Regions from separate parts of the Rattus norvegicus genome. Here region 2 is linked to region 1. Evidence: chromatin contacts called from public Hi-C data. All regions are on one chromosome and are shown on one strand. Each heading gives the region's core, a stretch centred on a gene start, on an enhancer-like site or on the middle of the called end of the contact. The rest is flanking DNA. Distances are from core to core; before and after follow the strand shown.

Region 1 (3,425 bases), core at 283-2,782:
CCTCACCTCTAGACTTCCTAGTCTGCCAATCAAATGGAGCATTTACAGCCCTTGAGGACAAGAAGGTGCCAAAACCCACCACATGTCTATTGAGAAAGAGAGAGAGAGAGGGGGGGGGGGAGAGAGAGAGAGAGAGAGAGAGAGAGAGAGAGAGAGAGAGAGAGAGAGATCACTTTCAACACTGAGAAAGCCAATGGACAACTTCTACCTTTTCCTCATCCAGCTATAACAAGTCACAATGGGGGACACCTGAGACAAGCTTTTTTGACATGTGACAGGTATCTTTCTACATCCCAGGGTGGTTGTGATATCTCATGGGACAGGGGCAGTGGCATTCAGCATCTAGCTAGCAGCTAGTGGCCATGCAGACACTCTCGGGTTAGTGAGCATTTCACTGAGCAATAGTCCCACAGAGCCCTGGGAATCCTTATCAGGCTGCGTCCTTTCTGACATCCTGACCTGGAATCAGGAGGTCTGTTTACTCTCCTCCCAGCTCTGTCACACATTTCCAGAGCCACTCTGACATCACGCCTCTGTGTGCCTCGTTCTCTTCATCTGGAGAACGGGAATCACGAAGCCTTGAAACGGGGTTTCTGGAAGAGCAGCAAGAGAGAGAAGCAAACAAACTGTTGCGGGCCGGTTTGTAAATAAAGTTTTATTGGCACGTGGCCAGGCTAAGGCACGAATGTCATCTAGAACAGATCTGCCTCAGAATCGGAAAGCATGAAAACCCCCAGACGGATGTAATGTCTAGCCCTTTGTGGAAAAATAGGGCTGACTTCCACTATGGAGAACTTTCCCCAGGTCCTATGGGTGCCACTTTCTGCTCTTTAGGAACTATTGCCAGACTTCCATAAAGGTCTGATTGTACAGGTCTGAGTGAGGTCTGGGCATCATCCTGAGTGCCTATGACTTTGTGTGTGCATCCTGCGTACATGTGCATGGGGAGAACATATACACGTATAAGCCTATGAAGCCAGCAGTTAGGATCAGATCACTGCTCCACATCTGGAACTCTGACTGTGTGCAGGTTGCTTCCAATCAAGTTGCTTGATCTAAGTGGTTTGGGTTGTGGTGACAGCAATGGCTGCCAAGGGACAGCTTATGAAACAGACAATCGCTATGGAGTGTCCCCTGGGGCCTGGTACAAATGGGTGCTCCTGATGAATAGCTCTGTCATTCCTGTTTCTGTGTACTCTCTCCCTGACTATGTCTATTTTCTCAGTTCTCCAAATCTCCCCTGACTTCCCCCAACTCAGGGAACCCAGCCTCTCACTTAGATGAGACCCTGGTCCCCAGCAAGGAGACGTGAGAAGCCTGGAGTCCTCGGCCACTTTGTCCCTGGAACTCTACTGGCTTACACATTTACTCTCAAAATATTTGCTTTCCGTGGCCACTATTTGCCCAGGGCTGACGTCAGAGGAGGACAATTGACTCCCCATTAGTGCTTTCAAAGAGCAAGGTCAGCCTCTCCCTGTCCCCTCCACAGTTCCATCCCTGTCTCCTCAGTGAAGTCTTCTGACCTAAACACATGCCAGCCAGAGGGTGACTTAGCAGAACAAGTTGGAAGGAGACCAGAAAAAAGGCAGAGTCTGGTCCCAGCCTGTGGCTAACCAGTCAGCCAGCCAGCCCTGGGTCATCTAGTCATCTCCCTGAATCTCAGTAGCTCCTCTCTGTCCTAGGCAGCTATCTTCCCTAAGCTCTGAAGCTCCACATCCCTGTCAGGTACAACAATTCCATACCTCTGGGACCCCCCAAGAATGGCTGGGGAGACCCGAGGTCCCCTGGCTGTCACTCAGTCCTTATCTCTCTTCACTGTTCTACTAGTGCCCAGCCATGAAAATGATTGCCTTTAGCTCACCAAGGCAGAAAACCAAACTGCCCACCCCACCACATATCCTGTTACTCCGAACTGCTGAGGGAGCATCTTGGGGAACTACGGTCAAGCTTCCTCATGCAACTCAGAGCTCCATCAAGCTTTAGAACAGCTACCCATGCCCCCAGGCCTGACTGTGTTTCCTGGGAAGAATTCTACACAAGTTCAAAGGTAGAGAGACCCGTGCGGACATGTGTGGAAGCACTGACCTTGAGGACATGGTGGCTGTACTAGGGACGCAGGAAAGCAGCTTGGCAAGGAGCCAGTACCTCCAAAAGACTCGGCAAGGGACACTCTGAAGCTGGGGGTTGATGTGTCAACCCATCCCTCCAGTACACGGCAGTAGAGGTCAGGGTCATGGGTCCAGAGGTTTGAAGCATGAACTCCAGGCAGACAACTCAGTGTTTGGGGAACCAAGAAGAAGCCACATCCACTCAGAGCCTCAGTGTCCCCAACTGTGAGAGGGAGATGCCACAGAGCTTTCTGTGGCAATGGTCAGAGACAGCCCATCTGTCTGAGGCAGTTTTAAGGTTCTTGGAGGGCACTTCCTAAATGTTAGTCCTCCACCCCTACCCATGAAAAGGATCAGGCATGTCAACTACAGCAGAAGGAACAGCTGTGCTCAAAGCACAGTGTCCCTTACAACAGTCCCATAGGGAAGACATCACTCTCTCCATTTTACAGAGCTAGGAACAGCTCAAAGAGGTGAACTGAATTTCAGGCCTCCTGGCACCCTGAACTCCAGGCTTCCATATGCACCTGCTCAGGTCTCTCTCTGATACATCCCCTCTCCATTTCAGATCCTCTTGACTCAATTCAGCTCCTGTAGGTCCAACAATGTCCAGAGGCTATCCAGGTACTAGCTCTGAGCCTCTGACTCTCTCAGACTTTCAGGCATAGATAGCCCCATTAGGTGAGTTCTGCAATAACTGTGTGCAGACAGCGCCACCCAGTGGCTGCCACAGCAGTAAGGGATGCGTTGACTTTGCAATGGCAGCACATAGGGGACAAGGGACTCAGACTCTTGCCCTCCCTGGTCGATGGCTCCATTACACCCTGACACAGAGCTCTTTAAAAAAAATCCCATTATTTCAATCTGGAAGGAAATGGAGCCACCATTTAAAGGAACATCCTAGAAGCACAGGGGGATTTTATTGAGCCCCGAAGAATATAGAAGGTCACATGAGGCAGCAGGATGAAACAGATTGGAACTCAGATCTTTCCTTCTTCCTGCAAACCCAGCAGAAAGCCCGGGGCTCCTTCAGCACCCTGTGCTTGCCCTGTGTGTTCCCCCGCTCTCAGGGGATAGAATAGGCGGGGTGCTGAGGGGCTGAGGAGGGAGACTGACAGTAATAACTCTTGAATTCTATATGTCATATGAACCAAATCTCGCTCTTCTCTTGGGGTCCTTGTCCTGTGGTAGCATCTTCTCTGTAGCCACCAGCAGGAGGCTGTCTAGGTTCTCCCTTTTCTGTGGACTCAAGAGCTGCTTTGGGAGTTCATTCTCTGTCTTTTCACAGCTCCCCAACGCACTCAGCCTTTACTCTGT
Region 2 (3,425 bases), core at 644-3,143, 200 kb before region 1:
TGCTTTGCAAGACCTGAAGCTGGGACTGCCTCCTGAGCTGGGGGACTGGGGCGGGCGTGGTGGACATGGCTGGAGGCAGGTGGCAATTCTACCTGGGTGTACTGGGTCAACTTCAGGACAGCCTCAGGCAAGAAGTAGATTATTCTTGTCTGGAAACTAAAGCATCTGGGTTCAGTCCACGATGTGGTGAGTAGCTCCCTTCCCTGGGCCTTAGTTTCCTCATCTATAAAGGGAGCTAAAGAACCTGGAGCTTTGAAGGGCCTTTCTGTGGCAGCTGTTTCTGTGTTTGCTGCAGGCCTGGCTCACACACTTGAGTTCTCAGTGTTACTTCAGGGTTTTTTTTTTTTTTTTTTTTTTTGTATTGCTTGGTGGTGCTGGGCTGCACTTCTAGTTTCCCCTGATGTTCACATCCGTCTCTAAACCCATCTGTTTAAGAGGCAGCTCCAGAGACCCCAGACTCCTTCAAGTTCAAAGCAGTTCCCTTCTTCAGGTCTGCTGCAACCCAGGCCTCACTGGGGGAGGGGGCATTCTGCAAGAAGTGGAAAGGGGTGCGGTGGCCGTGCCCTGGTTTCCGTCCACTCTGCCACAACCCCTGAAGTGTTAATCAAATTAAGACTGCAGGAAGAACAAAAGCACTGCAGACACTTTGGGCCTCAGAGGAATCACTAGCTCTCCGGAACAGCTGGGAGAATTCCACATCACCTCAGTCTCCCAAGCTCTGGGTGGCTCTGACCCCAACGAACACACTCCTTTCCAGTCTCCAGGGCCTTGGCTGGCCACAATGACCTCATAGCAACAGCCATTGGGCACTCAGGGCAATTTCATGGGAGATATTTGTTCTTTGGTCTTGATGCAGAGAGAATTTTTCCTTTCCCACTGTCTCCATGGAAACCCCAGCTACACTGTTGGCTATCCCCCCTTCCCACCTCATGCTTTTCAGATCAATACGGGAGCTTGGCTCCCCACTGGCTGCCCACAGTGGAAGGCAGCAGAGCTCCCGACAGAAGTTGGGGCCAGGGTTAAGCCTGGGCCATAGGGAAGTGTCACTGAAGAGGGATGAAGGAGTCTCTAAGGTCTAGTTCCTGGTTCTCTTAGTCACTAGCCCATCTCCTTAGCTCGCCTTCTCAGGGATCCTACCGAGCGCAGACCCAGTAATGGTGAAACACATAGGTCACCAGCGGTTACCAACTCCCTTCTTAGGCAAGACCTTTGGTTGTGGATGGGGGCTGTCGCCTTCTTTAATAAAGGTTGGGAGAAGTTTCTTCCTGCCTCAGGGAACAGCGAGGAGCAGCCAGAGCCAGCCTGCGGGCTCTCAGAGGCTCGGCGCCCGGGTCCTCGACTTCTACATTTGGCTCCCGCCCCCCCAGGCAGAAACAGGTCCCTGCACGCCTCCAGCTCAGCCCGCAGCGCGGCACGGCGCAGCGCGAGGAGCTCGCGCCTAGACTCCTCGCTATTAACCTGCTATTATGCCCGGGACGCTTCCCCTCGGAGACCTGTCAGCCCGCCGGTTTGCGCCTCGCACCGCTCCTGGGCCACCGCCCCGCGATCGCACCCCCTCGCGCCCTCGAGCACCCAGGGCAGCCTCCGGGTGCAGACGCGCTGCCAGCCCTGCTGCCCCGGGCAGGGAAGCCGGACTCGGGCAGCAGGGGTCCGGGGAACTCCAGAGGGAAGTCGGGACAGTGGTGGTGACTGGCAGGAGGAACCGGCAGAAGCGCGATCCTCGGGTCCCGCGGCTGAGACACCTGCAGGGAGCCCCCTGCGCCTGTTGCCCCGGGACCCGCCCCGCCCGCCGGGTCCCCAACCAGACTTACAGCCAGTTGCTCGCGGCGGCCGAGAACACGGCGAAGACGAGGAGTCGCAGCGACCGCAGGCACGAACGGGGGCTCATGGTGCCGTGGGTGTCCGCCCCGGGCAGCGGCCGCAAGTCTCCCGTCGGGGCGGCAGGTGGGCGCCGCGCGGACGGGCTGGGGCGCCGGGCCGGGGCGCGCGGCGAGGCTCAGCCTCCGAGCAGCCGGCCGCGCCGCCCGCTGCTGCGCCCGCTGCCCGGCGGACCCGACTGTCAGCGCCGCCCCAGAGCCGGGATGCGGCGGTGGCGGCGGAGGCGGGCGGGCGGGCGGCGGGGCGGGCCGGGGGCGGGCCGAGGATGGGGTTACCTGGGCGGGTCCAGCGGCGCGGGACACCCCCCCCTACGGGGGCGGTCCTGAGCCCGCGGGACTGGGCTTCTCCTGGGGGGCCTCCCGGGCCAGGCGCCCGGACGCGCTCGGAGCCCCAGCCCGCTGCAGGCACGCTTGGCCGCACGCCGCCCAGTTGGGCCGAGCTAGAGGCGCGGCGACCCAGCTGCTGGGTCCCCGCCCGGGGCCTTAGGGACGGGCGGGCACAGCTCCCCCAGCCCGCCGCTGCGGGCACTGCAGCGCCGCCCTGGCCGCGCCCCGCGGCCCCCCGCCGGCGCCTGGGAGCCGGAATCCCCGGCCGACCCCGGCGGAGCCACCGGAGCGAGAGCGGCTGCCACTCGCGCGAACCTAGTCACTAGCGCTCGGGGCGCACCAGGCTGCGGTGGTGCCGCCAGGGTGTCCCCGCCGGACCCCTCCCCGCCCTCAGGCCCCCCGGGTTCTGTGGTCCGGCCCCTCCCTAGCACTCACCTCCCTCCAGCTTTCCCGGAGCTGGACAGGGGCCTCTCTACTTCGGGCAGCTTGGGACAGTGGCCTAAGACTCCGGGAATCCGAAACCTCGCTTCTGGATCGCCCTGGGTTCTGGCGCGCTCCAGGCAGCAAGGTCTTGAGTGAACCCCTCGCCTTTCTGTATAGACCTTCTGCTTAGGAACTGGAAGGCTTCCTTTTAGCACAGGGACCAATCTTTGCTTTCTGCTTGGGTTTCTGTGCGCTTCTTTTACTTCTTCTCCCACGCCAGGCAGATTCAGCCCTTAGCTTGGTGTCTGGCACAGAGCAGGTGGGTGCCACGTTTGTGGAGTGAATGGATGGAGTGGAGTTATTTCTTAAAAACCTATGCCAGGCTGATGCTGAGGCTCAGTTCCGTATTAGTAGTTACTTTGCCGTGGCTGGGCCACACCCTCTCCAGGTCACTGATAGAGTCCAGACTCCTCTGGCCCTGCCTGAGGCTACATCCCACCGAGCTAGAGGAACTCCGGGTTTAAACAGGGAACCAAAAGTCCAGAGACCCTCTCACTAAAAGCAAGGGGGAGAGAAAATGGCCCGGCCCCTGCCCTGGGAGAACCAACTGTTTTCTCCTGTGTGAGTTTGGCTGCCCACCCCCACACCATGGCCACGTTTGACTCCAGTTTTCTGGGTTAACCCAGGAGAGGCTTGATAAGCATTTGGCACGGAGACTGGGCAGAAGGTAGTAGGGATCCGTAGAGCCCCGGCAAAAGTGCAGATGCGAGTTCATGTACCACATGTCTAAATATTTGC

The links. Hi-C and Micro-C count contacts between places; a contact is called where the count stands out from the background.
Region 2: a contact with region 1 is called in a Hi-C map of hepatocytes, with 4 times the contacts expected there. The contact joins the promoter of Wnt4 here to the enhancer-like site in region 1. A contact is called at or near these places in 7 of 12 Hi-C or Micro-C datasets (the Rat2 cell line, Schwann cells, hepatocytes and 3 more).

What each region holds. Positions count from the first base shown.
Region 1 is chr5:154,597,453-154,600,877 of GRCr8, reverse strand. No RefSeq gene overlaps it. Among named protein-coding and RNA genes, the nearest start is that of Zbtb40, 32 kb to the right of the region's middle. Within about 2 kb of position 1,532, at least 8 of the 93 cell types and tissues checked have an H3K27ac peak or open chromatin away from gene starts, as enhancers often do. A contact at or near this core is called in hepatocytes, where this site is marked.
Region 2 is chr5:154,795,918-154,799,342 of GRCr8, reverse strand. It overlaps Wnt4 (Wnt family member 4), which reads right to left and starts at 1,893. Exons shown (of 5, transcript NM_053402.2): 1 at 1,812-1,893. The coding sequence starts at 1,888.